3 separate regions of the Sus scrofa genome follow, and regions 1 and 2 are each linked to region 3. The links are chromatin contacts, called in public Hi-C and HiChIP or PLAC-seq maps. All regions are on one chromosome and are shown on one strand. Each heading gives the region's core, a stretch centred on a gene start, on an enhancer-like site or on the middle of the called end of the contact. The rest is flanking DNA. Distances are from core to core; before and after follow the strand shown. Region 1 overlaps AFF1 (AF4/FMR2 family member 1). Region 2 overlaps AFF1 (AF4/FMR2 family member 1). Region 3 holds the start of AFF1 (AF4/FMR2 family member 1).

Region 1 (4,744 bases), core at 279-2,778, 110 kb before region 3:
ATCCAAAATCCATGCTCTTAACTGCATGTCCCATAACCCACAGAAACTTAAACATGAGGCGTTCCCTTCGTGGCTCAGCGGTGAACGAAACCAACGAGGATCCATGAGGATGAAGGTTTGATCCCTGGCCTCACTCAGTGGGTTAAGGATCCAGAGTTGCATTGAGCTGTGGTGTAGGTCACAGGCCAGGCTTGGATCTGGTGTGGCTGTGGTGTAGGGCGCCGACTACAGCTCTGATTCGACCCCTAGCCTGGGAACCTCCATATGCAACAGGTGCAGCCCTAAAAAGCCAAAAAAAGGAAAAACAAGAAACTTAAACAAGAGTTGTCTGTATTAACTACAGGATCAGCATTGCTAAGATCAGCTCTTGGGGGGGGGGGGGCGTGTGCTGGAGTCTCCGGAGCCCCTCCCCGCAGGAGCCAGAGAGGTTGCATCCTCCCTCCCTGCTGCAACCAATGAAGGCTGTTCCCAGCACAAAAACAAAAACATACAGACGTTGCTAAGATCAAAGGAAGGAAAGCAGCTCCTGGTGGCTGAATGGGCGTTGAAAACCAACTTCCTATTATTCACTATAAAAACAAGAAAGGTAATTTAGAATAAAAAGTATTTAAGGATAGGCTAATGGACTTGGTATAGGAAACAGCGTCAGGCGTTCAACTGCTGGAATTCAAATCCTTTTTTTTTTTAAAGAACCATAATATTTTAGAATGGCAAAGAACGTAATGACAACCTACCCCCCTTCCCCAGACACAGAAGAAAACAAAAAAGCTAAGCAGGCACATTTTTACTCGGTGACAAGGAGGCTAAGAACCCATATTCCATGGTTTTGGGAAAGAGCTGTCAAGTAGATTAACACTGAGGGGTTTTTCCAACTAAAATATGAACAAAGGTCTGAATCACACATTTAAAGGTTTACAGGAAAACATCTTCACATTTGGAAACAAGAGCAAAAAGATAAAGAAGCCAGTAGGACCTACTTTATACACTTTCATTTAAAACTCTGAAAATCAACCTCTCTTTACCGGCTATCATCAGACATGTTGTGTTATAAAATCCTTCCAAAAAGATGTCCTCTGCACGTCTAGCTTCTCAGCCCTTGGTTCCCAGGGCTGGAGATGCTGGGGGAGAGAACAGCATCCCTTACGGGGCTCAGGCAGGTGACAGGTTGGCATAGGTGGGCTGAGAGCACACCCCAAGGGGCCAGCCAACTACTGTCTTGCAGGAATGCAAGTCCTAGGTTGCCAATGCTTCCTGTATTTTAAGGAAGAAAAAAAATTAAAATTCAGATTTCAATGTGAAATCTACTGATTTTCAGATCTTGCAACTAAATCCAATCAACACACCGCACAAGACACTGCCCCTCTGTGTGAGCGTCCGCCTGTGTTGGCTTTAATGTGTCCTTCTCTCCCAAGAGAGGGAAGACAAGATTGGGAAACATGCCCACTTAGAAAAGTCTCTTTTTATGCTAAGCACAGCCCCATCTACAGACTGGACAGCTTCCCTTCCCCGAAAGAAGGCGAAAAGGCCTCTGCCTGAGGGGCCAACGCATGAGACGGCCTCACGGCCGACCCGGGATGGTCCCCCCTCTTGGCTGTACAAGCTCCTGCCAAAGCCTGGGACTGGCAGAGGCGGCCTGACAGATCTCGAGAAACACGAACCAAGGAGGCCGAACAAACCACAGTTATTTTATATGACTTGCACGGAATAAATCTGTGAACTGCAGGTGAGTCAGAACATAATAAAGGGCCCAATTAGGTTCGAACAACACACCAATGTTTTCCCTCGTCTTAGCAACAAGTTCACTGGCATCCTGAAAGGACATGCGGGACACAAAGGACCCTGGTGTTTCTGTTTTATTCTTGACTGCAAGATAATTAATCTTACTAGAAAATTAAACCCAGGTTGCCAGTTGGGCATTTTCAGGGTCAATAATTCTTAAGTTACCAGGATACCAATTAATGATACCCAAGTGGTCCAGAGGAGTTAATGACTCTACCCAAAATTGTTGGCTCGTTCCCAAAAATGTGAATCATTCAATGGCAAAGTATTTAAAATGGAGACTCCTTGGAGAGAAACAGCAATTTTATTATAAGGGCGACTGATACCTTTTTTCAAAAACCCCATAACCCAAAATATACTAAAGGAAATCTGGTATCTAATTTAATAGAGAGGAAAGCACCTATATACACATGCATAAAGATCATTATTCTCCCATTTTTATAGTACATAAAACCACCTGATTCATCTCTAAACTCAATACTGAAAAAAAAAAAAAAAAAGCGCCGCAATTTAGGCCTGGAACTCTACTAAGAACACAGAGTAATTGGATTAGGCTGCTTATTTTCAAATCCACATACAAGAATGCCTAAAGTGACCTGCGAAATACTTGGGCTGAAAGATGCTAAGTCAAACAATTCCCCCCGCAACTGCTGACCTTAGTACCTGCTTCCCATCTAAGTGTCCCAAGATAGAAATTCAGAAAGCATCAACCTGTTTTTCCCCCTCTGCTCCAACAAACACTTGTAAGAGATGATCTTTGAGACTCTGGATCACAGCGCAGTGGCTAAGAACTCTGGGGCAGAGCACAGTGTAGGAAATAGCACCCTTTTGCCCCCCTCCTCACTCGAGCTAGAGGATGGACAAGCACAGGGGACAAAGGCTCCACATCCTCAAAGGGTTTGCCATCTGGAGGAACACACAGAGGATGCCGGAGAAGTGCTGAGACCGGAGGTGAGGGCACAGGAGATCCTCTCTGAAGGCTCCGGGTCTGGAGTTCCGGTCGTGGCTCAGCGGTAATGAACCCAACTAGCACCCACAAAGAGGTGGGTTCAATCTGTGGCCTCACTCAGTGGGTTAAGGATCTGGCATTGCCGTGAGCTGTGGTGTAGAGGTCACAGATGTGGCTCGGATCTGGCATTGCTGTGGCTGCGGCCAGCAGCTGCAGCTCTGAGTTGACCCCTAGCCTGGGACCTTCCATATGCCGCAGGGGCGGCCCTCGAAAGCAAAACGGGGGGGGGGGGAGGGGGGGACTGTGGGTTGGAGGCAACCGCAGAGGGGTCACAGCCCAAGCCTGCAGAGACAGGTAAGAAGGCACTTGGAGATTTTTATCCTGAGGCATCTTTAACTAGGCTAACTTGGCCTGGTTTTCATGTTATACTTCTCTTGCGGAACAGTATGAAGGAAAAAGGCAGGAAGACAGGTTAGAAGGAAGTCGTGAGAGTTTAAGAGTGACCAAAAGTTCAACTGCAAAGGGACAGTGCGGACTGGAGAGAGGAGAAACTCTCCGCAGATATTTACAACGCAATCCTGGTGGGAGTGGGGTGTCAAATGGGGGGCGGGGGCACAAAAGCAATGGAGAGGGGTGACCACCAAGGAGGAGAACGTGCAGTGTGGGTGTGAAGAGGAAGGCAGACGTGATGAAACCCACTGCACACCCCCAAGAAAAGCCCGGGGGGCGGCTGGATACAAGGATGTCACACCCAGAAAACTTTTTGGTATTTCAGCCTAGAAAAATCACTTTGGGGGCCTTCAGTATTTCAGTAGGTAAAGACTTAGGTGCAGATGAGAGCCCCCCCCCCTTGGGGGGGAAGGCTGCAGAAGGAGAAGCAGGCAGACCTTGAGGAAAGGGGGGGACGGGCAGAGCCTGGAGGAGGTGAAAGCGTGTCCCAAGCGAGGGGTGGAAGCAAGACCAGACAACAAAGGGGACAGTGTTTGCGGGGAAGGTGGTCAAGGCCAGGGTCGGGAGCATCGGTGACTTTGCCCTCAGGAGCCGCCCCCAGGGGCCGCCCGGTGGAGGCATCAGCGGGCACTGGGTGCAGAGAGTGGGTGGGAGGGGAGAAGCTCAGAATGGGTACCTGCTTCTGTCTGCAGGGCTCCAGCTGTGTCGGGACAGAAAGAAGTCATGAGAGGAAGACAAGGGAGTGAGAAAGGAAGGAAGGGACCGCTCAGCCCCTTCCACCAGGACAGGCCTGGGCGCAACTACAGATTGTTAGGAAAGAGCCAGGTGAGAGGAGCAACGCCCCGCTCGGAGATCAAAGGGAAGAGGGAAGCGGTGGGTGTGGGTGTGGATTTTTTTTTTTTTTTTTTTTTTGTCATTGCAGGTGGCAACAACAGAGGTTCCATACCTGATGGATGCCGCAGAAGCAACGTCAAAGGCCTCAGAACAAGCCACGTGGCTGCTACCCCCAAAAGGGAGCTGGAATCAACATTTTTGTTTCAGGGCCGCACCCGCAGCATAAGGAAGTTCCCAGGCTAGGAGTCAAATCGGAGCTGTAGCTGCCGGGCTACACCACAGCCAAGCAGGATCTGAGCGGTGTCTGCCACTTACACCACAGCTCACAGCAACACCAGATCCTTAACCACTGAGCGAGGCCAGGGATCGAACCTGCATCCTCATGGATCCTAGCAGGGTTTGTTTCCACTGAGCCACAACAGCAACTCTGGAATCATCTTCTCATTGGAATCATCTGGCCACCTGACACCTCGAAGGCCAAGCCAGGCCAGGCCGTTAAAACAGTGCTCTGAACACTTAAATGAAAGTGGTAATCAAACACTTAAATGAAAGAGGATGGTGACTCCACAGAAAACCCGTTGTGTGGCAGAGAGAGGACTGGAACGAGAGGCCTGGTTTCGCGCCCCCAGCTCTGCCACTTATGAGCTTAAATCATTAAACTTCTTAGAGACTCGGGGCCATGGCATGTAACGTGGTGATTCGTGCCAAGCGCCCTGCCTAACTCACGAGGTT
Region 2 (4,664 bases), core at 2,077-4,576, 95 kb before region 3:
GACCGAACCTGCAACCTCATGGTTCCTAGTCGGATTCGTTAACCACTGCGCCACGACGGGAACTCCACATTACATATTTTTCAATGTGAAAAACAGTCCCTGTGCTTCTAGTATATTCTTACGAACTTGTAATTTTTAACTCTGGAAGACATGTGCCCAAAAAGGCTTTTTTAAAAAAAAGGACAATCATCTAATTAATCATAGTTGTTTGCTATTTCCACAGCCTTTCCCTCTGTGGGGTCGGGGGGCGGGGGGCCGCGCAGGTGGCATTCACGGGCTTCGGAAGGACCCCCGATCAGACCACGCATCTCGATACCGGATTTCAGGAGACCCACAGGGTGAACTTTAGGTCAGTTGACATTCTGAAAACATTGAGGAAAAGCTCAACCAGAAACTGGCTTATGGCGTCTTCTTTAAGAGGCTCAATCTCGGGCAGTCAGACTTAGTGCTGGGGACAGGAGCTCCGGGGACTTGATGACCGACCACCCAAGAATTCCTTTCGATTGTTTCATGATTTTGATAGTTCTTGTTGGCTCGGGGGGGGGGGGGGGAGACAAAATAAAACCCATGTGACTTAACATCCAACCACAGGAGCCATGCACAGGGCTCATCAAGAAACAACTTTTTTCCTTCAAATTTGCTTCAGGGCCACTTAGTTTGCAGGGAGGGGTGGGGCAGGCCACTGTGTTCTCTCTAAGCAACTTGAATTCCCAAGTTCTTTCCTTTCGCAAAGCTACCTGGTGCAGGCACCCCACAGGAGGCATGCACAGATGGGGAGGCAGCTTGGCACAGACGTCTGCTCTGCCATTCTGGCCACTCGGGGAGCTCTCCCTTGTCTGATTCTGCTGGTTACATCCGTGAAGTCCCTACAGCATGACTTGCTTCTGAGTGTTCATGGCCTGTGGCTGTGCTTTAGGAGACAGAGCTCCGCCCACTTCTGGGGAATTGCCACCTTTGTCCCAGAAAAGGGCAAAATTCTCCGTCTCAGACTGAAGGGTGAGCATGTGCAAGGGCACCTCAACCATCAGGCTGCAGGGGTCCTGGCTTAATTGTCCTCTGAGCTACACAGAGATCCTGACAATCCTTAACCCTCTGAGCGAGGGCTGGGATCGAACCCGCATCCTCATGATACTGGTTGGGTTCGTTTCTGCTGAGTCACACCCTTCAACTGAAAACCCCAAAAATAGTGAGGTGAGGAAAAGACATCACAGGATCGCTGGTAGGATGAGTCTGACGAGGTCTAGACTTGGTGAGAAAAACTCCCCCACGCGCTGTCTGTGGGGCCTCTCCCACCGAGGCTCCTGGGCGGGCAGAGAAGGGCAGGGGAGACAGGAAGTGACCCATCCAGGTTCCAGGACAACAGGGGATAAGCTGTGAGCCCTCATTCCTCAGGGGTGCCCACATTCTTGCAACAAACAGGGTCTTGCCAGTGGTGTTGGGTAGCTTCCTGATTTATTTGGCTTTTACTTATCATGAAGTTTGCAATGGCCTAAGGAATGGTTTGTTAAAACTATCAGGCAAATTTTTGCCTAAGTACGTTTTCTAGGTTCCACTTTGAAATGGGGGGGAGGAGAGTTTAAATTTAAAACAACCTTAACACAATTAGTAGCATGAGTAAACCCTTGTTCAGCCTCTTACACATCATTGTTTTTAAACCAAGGTGCAAGCAAGGAGGGGGTGGATGGAAGAATTTTAAATGAGGGGGTGTTAGGAAGCAGTAAACCTCCTACGCGATTCATAAACTCTGTAATTACCCTTGAATAATTACAAGTTGACTACCACTTCACTTAATTAAAGGTGGCAGTTTCTTCTCCGGGACGAAGGGGCGGTGGGGGGTGGGGGGAACGCATCCTTCACCCCAACACGAGCCTTGTCAGGCTCTGTCCCTGGTCACGTGGAGTGAGTTATCCTTGGGCCTCTGGATCTGGAGACGAGGCTGTACCAGGGACTTGAGCACCTGTGGACTTCAGTGTTGGCGGGGGTCCTAGAACCAATCCCGTGGAGACACCAAGGGACGCCGGCCCGAGTTCTCCCCACCGCCCCGACGCGGCCCTTGGCATCAGATAAGCGGTTCTCAAACTTAGGTGAGCATCAGAAAGCACCTGCAGGACTTGTTCCAACACAGATCGCAGAGACCCACCCCCGGAGTTTCTGATTCAGTCAGTCTGGGGTGGCATCTGAGATACGCATGTTGAACAAGTTTCTAGGGGGTTCTAAAGAGCACAGGGGAGCACAGGCTTTGGGGCCTGCATGGGTTTCTTTAGGCTTACCCAAAAACAACAGCAGTGATGGAGGCAGCAGGGCCAAGGACCACCACCCCTTGGCGCCTGCTCATCAGTGGGCACTGCTTTAGGGACAGACAGGGCATCCGTTTCCTAGTTAAGACTCGCAAGTGCTCTGTGAGAGGGTGAGTATTAACCCCATTTCCCAGCCTAAAAACGAGGCTCAGAGATTAACTTGCTATTAAACGGTAGGCCTGAAAATTCAAATGCAGGTCTGCCTGGCACCAAAGCTTGGGTTCTGAACCGCAGGTCGGCCAGAACCACTTTCAGGCTATGTTCAACAGGGCAGATGCAGAAAGCAGGCTAAAGTGTGCTCATAATTCCTTATAATCCGTTGTCTCCAAGAGGCACCCATCGACAATTCAGGTATTATCCCTGCCAGCGGAGCATCTCAGAGCCATAAACTACACGGCTGGTTAAATGCATCCGCAAGGGTCTGCCCCTGCCTAGGGACTCAACAGAGGGCCCTGTGCATGAAGTTGCTCTTCAAGCTACAATTCTTACTTTAGAGCCTTTTTTAAGTGTATGGATTTGAGGTCACTGACCCCATAATCATCTCTGGATTCGCAAGTCATCTCTTAACGTGCCAAGGGGCTCTTCACTTTCATTTCTTTCAGGAACAGGCTGTAAATAAACTTGCACCGAAGTAGCCATTATGTGTCCCGGGTTGGGCTCTTTTCCCATTAACTTCTGGCCGGCTGACCCCGGCCCTGTTCCTAGGGCCTCAGTGCCAGCTTTCTGGTCAGCCCCGCGTCCCCACCTGGGGGGCAGACACAAGTCACATGGTGGTTTGAAGCAGCCAACTGCATACAGAAACAAGCCCACGTGCGGAAGGGCCCCTGGGCAGAGGGTGCAAAGTCTGACCACCCAGCAGACATCCCTAGTTCCACCAAGAGTCTGCGAAACTATTTTAAATCAGGAGGAACTGCACTTTGCAGGAGCCAAGCCTCCAAAGAGAGCTCCGAAAAACGCACCCAACCTCCGCCTCTACCACATGTTCTTTTAAAATTAAGTGAACCAGAAAGACCGTCGGAGGAAACCACAGGCTTTAAGGTCCAGTGCCCAGGGAGAGGGCGGTGACATTGAGACGCACTAGCCATCACTCAGGTGGGCTGCGTTTCCCTGCCAGAATCCCACCCCTTTCAATCATGTTCAGAGAGAAGGTGATGCTGCCGTGGCCCCCAGGGCTGCCCAGCCAGCCCCCGAGCAATCCTCCAGGCAGCCCCACGCCGGGGCCTGTCTGGGCACATTTACTGCCCACTTTTCGAAGGCTTCTCCTCAGGGTCATGGGCCCTCGTGTTGAAACATAGTGATAAAATGAAGAAATCAGAGCTCGGCAAGGATCTGTGAGAGTGACCTCCCTTTTCTCTCCCCCCTGCACTGAACAGGAAAGCACATTCGTGAAGGGGGCACTCAGGACGCGGGCGCGCTGGCTCTGCTCTCATCCGGCTGTAAGCACCTTCCCCGGGCTGAGCCCACGGGCCCTGCGCTAATCTAGGTTAGCCATGCAGGATCTCGGAATGCCACCGGGCGCTTCCATGGCAACTCGGCCCAAGGGGCAGGCTGTGCACAGCTGACTACCCATTTATCACCCTTGACCGGTCACTTCGCACAGGCCTTCCTCTGACGGATGTGACCGACTCCCGTTTAAAAGTTTAATTCTCCCTTGGAGGACAGAGGGCAATGTCTCCTGGGTATTTATCTTCGAGGGTCTGGACGAGACGTGTGATAGGAAGGAGGGGGGAAATCCTGAAATCAACGGGGTGCATGAATTCTCGAAAAGAACGAGTCTCTTCCCTCTTGTAGAAGCACAATGCCATTCTGATTGGAACGTACAAAGGACAGGGAGAAACATAAAACTCACAAGTCTGTTCACAAAAGAGAGGCAACTCTGGCTCAGAGAGTGGTGATGTATGGGCCACCAAGTGACGGAGGCCAGGGGACAGCAGGCTTGGGCGCTTACTCAATGTGCAAGTGACTTTTTCAGTTTGGGAGCCACCCCTGTTGACTTTTTAAGTCCATCTTCTGGCCCTTTGTGTCCAGGTCCTCTCATCCTACATACAGCCCAGGAATCAGATTACACGTTGCGCATTGGCTTTATGGGGAAAAAAAGAGTCGATATGCTTCAAAGCACAAAAAAGTTTTGGCCATGAAACGGTGACACTTCTAAGTCCATTTTAAAGTGAGAAAGCCAAGTGCCTGTGTGAAGGCAAACGAAGTGTTGCTTCAAAGAACGGGGAATGGTCTCCTCTCCCACTTCATGCACATGCAAGAATTCCCAACAGGCTTTCTCCTAAGAAAAATCACCGCGCTACATCTTTCAAGTATGTTTCCTTCCCTGCCTCCCCCGCCACTGAACACACACAGTAAATACAAAGAAAA
Region 3 (4,081 bases), core at 493-2,992:
GAGCTAAGGAAATACATTAGACAGAGGAAGTAAACATTGAAACAGGGCCATGCCTAGGTATTCTTAAGCCTCCGAGCAGAATTAGACTCCTGAGTCCAAAGGTCTCCCCCCCCCCCCCCGGCTTTTCTGAGACTTCTACCTCCACCGGGAGTCTGACACCACGTAGGTCAGGCAGAGGTGTCTCAGCACCGCCCCTACCTTCTACCACCTCTGCATGACCTTGCTCTAAAATAATCTTGCACAAGCAACACCCCCCCCGAACAAATTCTCAGGCCAGGTCCTTGCCCAAGGTTTCTGTGGCTCAGTTCCTGAGCCCTTTTACCTTGCACCCGTTTCAAGGAACACTGGGTCTTCGCCTTCACGTATGGCTTCGCCTTTAAAGTTTCAAATCTGGTCGCGTTTCTCGACGGTATGTCATCCCCCATGCCCACCCGCGCCTCCAACGTGCACCAACAGGGTTAAAATGACCGCACCCCATCCTTAAAAAAACAAAACTTCGTCTGCAAGGCCTTCCCCACCCCCACTCCACCCCCCAACAGAGAAGGGCTCCCGGAAGATTAGGACACATCTCCACTTCCAAAGCCAAGGGTCTTCCAGGGACAATTTGCATAACAATGTGGGGGCCGTGTAAGGAAACTGCTACAAGACTAACCTAGGAGGAAAGTATCAAGACCCCGGAAGGTCCCTCGCAGCTTCATTAACCTAACTACCAACACGTTAAAGTACGCTTCCTATAACTCGCTTCCCCCACGTAATTCGCCGACCCCGGCGCTCGCAAAGTCCGAGGGCTCGTGTGCCGCAGGCAGTGAGAGGATCAGACACCAAGAACAAACGATCCTCAAGGGAAATTAACCAGATCCATGTTCTGCAGACGCCGTTTCCCTCTGCGCCAGGAGCAAGTCTCAGAAGGTGTCTCCAACTTTTGCCCTCCGTTTCCGGAGGCTGCGGACCACCAGACACACCTCCATCCCAACCACCATTTGAAGGGACTGGCACCACTAATCTCTCTCTACTAGACGCAGGGGGGAGGGGTGACGGGGGGGGCGGAATGGAGGAGAGAAAAGCCCTGCTTTTACCTCCCAGAGAAACTTCTGGGACTCTTCCATTATGCAACCCGGGGACCAGGTTACAACAACCGAACATCTTTCCTCAAGACTCGGGGCGCACAGGCAGATGGTTGATTTTGGGGAGTGGGAGAGGGGGAGGAGGATAGGTCTCTGCCTGTGTTTCCCTCCCCAGTTTTTCTAGATGCTACCTGCTGGAGATTTCTAAGTAAGGGTGGTGCGAGCTCTGCGTCTCCTTCGCCCGTTCTCCCCGAAGGTTCCCACCGGAAAAGTGGGAACGCCAGCGACTTGAGTCAGCGTGCTGGGAAGCCGGCAGCGAGGAGGAAGAGAGCTTGGGCTTCCCAGAAGTCAGAGGCCGCGGCGTTCGGGCCAGGATGACCCACCCCCTCCCCAGCCCGGGGGGCGCAGGGTTCTGCTTACCTTCTAGACCCTTAGTCCTGCAGTCTCGGGTCGTGCGCCCTCGCCGCCCTCGCCCGCCCCGGACCTGATGTGGTCGGGAAGGGGCGCTGGTGCGGAGAGCGCCGGGGAGTGTGTGCTCCCGAAGCTGAGCGGCGGCTCGCGCCGGACCCCACTCCCAGCCGCGGAGGCGAGAACGCAGCTGTGCCAGCGACGCGCGCAGGCGGAGGCCGAGTGCGCAGGAGCCGCGCGCCCGTCCGCTAGCTGGCAGGCAAGCCGGGCTTGCGGGCGGCCCAGGAACGCCGGGGAGGCGAGGCCACGCCCTCCCGTGGAGGCCACGCCCCCAGCGCGCCTCCGCTCCGCCCGGGCCACGCCCTCCAGCTGGCACCGCCCAGACGGAAAGGAGCGGCGCGGCCCTCCCCGGGAGACCAGTGGGAGGTGGAGGGCGAGCCGTCTCTCCGGGTGGAATACCGCAGGGACCGCTCCGGCGGCCTGGGTGACCCTGTCCCGGGCTGGTTTGGGGCGCAAGAACCCTTTCGATTTACAGCGAGATTAAGCTTCGGGTCAAGTTGTGACTAAAAGTGTCAAGGAGTCTTTTTGCAGTCTCCTATGCAATTGAAACAGATTCTGCGTCCTTTAAAGGCGATGATAGCCAACATCTGGAGAGGGTTTTACGGTTTATAAAGGGCTTTTCACTCACACACAGGCCTGTCTCATCTTCACAACAACCTAATAAAACAGACATATTATTGCTGCCCTTTCCCAAATACTGAAACCGAAGAGCCGAAAATAAGTATTGTGCCCAGTGTCACAAGCTTCAAAGTGGCACGGGAAACCGGTCTCCTGCATCCAGCCTTTCGGTGGTTGTTCTCCAGCAGCCCAACCCCAGAAAATTCCAGTGGGTACTGGGGCTTTGGCAAACAGATCCAAACGAAGGGAAAGCTCATGTCTGGTTAAGTTGCTACCGGATCCCTTTTGTGAACACACCAAGGAAAGAACACATGCTGAGTTCTCTGCGTCATCGCACCTTCCTGCCTGAAGGAGAGGCGGAAAGATTACATCAAATGGCCCTGACAGGCTTTTCCCCAGTATCTTAATAGTTTTAAATGGGTGAAATAATTTGGATGAAAGAAATCACCTTACTCAAACGTAACATGATGTAAATGCAAATTAGTACCGTGTATGAAAATAACCCCCTTCGGATAAGGAACAAGGGCCTACTACATAGCTCAGGGAACTATATTCAATATCCTGAGATAAACCATAGGGAAAAGAATATGAAAAAGAATGTGTATACATATAACTGAATCGCTTTGCTGCACAACAGAAATTAACACACGGTAAATCAACTCTACTTCCATTTAAAAATTAAAAAAAACTCAGTGACAATAAATCCCCTAAGACAGACTACGAAAAAGAATTCCCTTTCATAGCCTCTCTCTTCTCCATTTCTCTTTCTTTCTTTTCTTTTTTGTGATTGTTGCTGTTGCTTTTCCCCCTCATCACGCCTTCACTGTCTGCTTGCACAGGGTTTGAAAACTAAGTGACAGATATTTGCATTTCCAAACTAAACTTGGCTGCTTGATAATTTCCCATGGATTGTTTTCCAAAATATAACTTTTCTCCCTACTCCCTATGCCCCCATGATGATACTGATTGGATTGACCTTAACAGCGAAAATAATCTATGCGCCCCTGGTGAGGCTTGGTGTGCCTCTGGATGAGAGCTAAGGAGGTCTTTTCCGGGCTGGGTGGGAAAGCAGTCACACCTGAGGACCCGTGTTTGTGCAGGTAAATGTTCCTAACAGGATTGACACCTATTCTAATCATAACACATATTTTCATCTTTTTGAGATGGCATAAACACATTTCATTGTCAATTATATATAAGCCTAGTCATAATTTATAATCTGAAAGTTTTTACTACTCCTGTCTAAAACGTTTTCCTTTGTTGTGTTCTTAATCCCATAATATCTCCTACTGCCTTCAAGCTGTAGTCAACTTAGTAAATGATGTTGACAGTGAAAGTTGGATCATTTTATTTTACTGCTTTTGGAGCTGAGGGATGTAATTGTGCAAAAGTTTTTTGTTGGAGATAATTTAGCTTTGTTTCAGAGAAGAGTTCATTCCATTTATAGGAATATTTTCAAGGCGATGTGCTGGGTGATGGACCATATCAGTGACAAAAACAGAACACCTGTTTTCATGAGAGTCCATGCCTTGCAGAAAGAAACGAGGAAATAAAAAATCCCAGTGCACGTCTCTGTTGATAAATTTCCATAAAGGTGGTAGCTTTTTTTATTTTTTTAAACTTAATTTTATTTTATTATTATTATTTTTTTATCTTTTTGTCTTTTTAGGGCCGCACCCACGGCATATGGAGGTTCCCAGGCTAGGGGTCCAATAGGAGCTACAGCTGCCGGCCTCCACCACAGCCACAGCAATGCCAGATCCGAACCGTGTCTGCAACCTACACCACAGCTCATGGCAACACCAGATCCTTAACCCACTGAACAAGGCCAGGGATCAAAGCCACAACCTCATGGTTCCTAGTCAGATTCATTTCCACTGCGCCACGATGGGAACTCCTAGGAATTCTTTTTTTTTTTTAGGGCCGCACCT

The links. A called contact is a pair of places that touch in the nucleus more often than the background predicts. HiChIP or PLAC-seq counts read pairs in DNA pulled down with a chosen protein or histone mark.
Region 1: a contact with region 3 is called in a Hi-C map of embryonic fibroblasts, with 2.7 times the contacts expected there. The contact joins the enhancer-like site here to the promoter of AFF1 in region 3. A contact is called at or near these places in 6 of 47 Hi-C or Micro-C datasets (embryonic fibroblasts, epiblast stem cells, heart right ventricle and 2 more) and 2 of 2 datasets of contacts at active chromatin or transcription factors (alveolar macrophages and skeletal muscle).
Region 2: an H3K27ac HiChIP or PLAC-seq map of skeletal muscle shows a contact between it and region 3. The contact joins the enhancer-like site here to the promoter of AFF1 in region 3. A contact is called at or near these places in 8 of 47 Hi-C or Micro-C datasets (alveolar macrophages, blood, embryonic fibroblasts and 4 more) and 2 of 2 datasets of contacts at active chromatin or transcription factors (alveolar macrophages and skeletal muscle).

Annotation. Positions count from the first base shown.
Region 1 is chr8:131,808,658-131,813,401 of Sscrofa11.1, forward strand. The region is part of intron 4 of AFF1 (AF4/FMR2 family member 1); the gene reads right to left. Among named protein-coding and RNA genes, the nearest start is that of AFF1, 110 kb to the right of the region's middle. Within about 2 kb of position 1,529, at least 18 of the 83 cell types and tissues checked have an H3K27ac peak or open chromatin away from gene starts, as enhancers often do. A contact at or near this core is called in embryonic fibroblasts, where this site is marked.
Region 2 is chr8:131,826,840-131,831,503 of Sscrofa11.1, forward strand. The region is part of intron 2 of AFF1 (AF4/FMR2 family member 1); the gene reads right to left. Among named protein-coding and RNA genes, the nearest start is that of AFF1, 96 kb to the right of the region's middle. Within about 2 kb of position 3,327, at least 13 of the 83 cell types and tissues checked have an H3K27ac peak or open chromatin away from gene starts, as enhancers often do. A contact at or near this core is called in liver and skeletal muscle, where this site is marked.
Region 3 is chr8:131,923,072-131,927,152 of Sscrofa11.1, forward strand. AFF1 (AF4/FMR2 family member 1) reads right to left here and starts at 1,743. Exons shown (of 21, transcript XM_021101783.1): 1 at 1,485-1,743.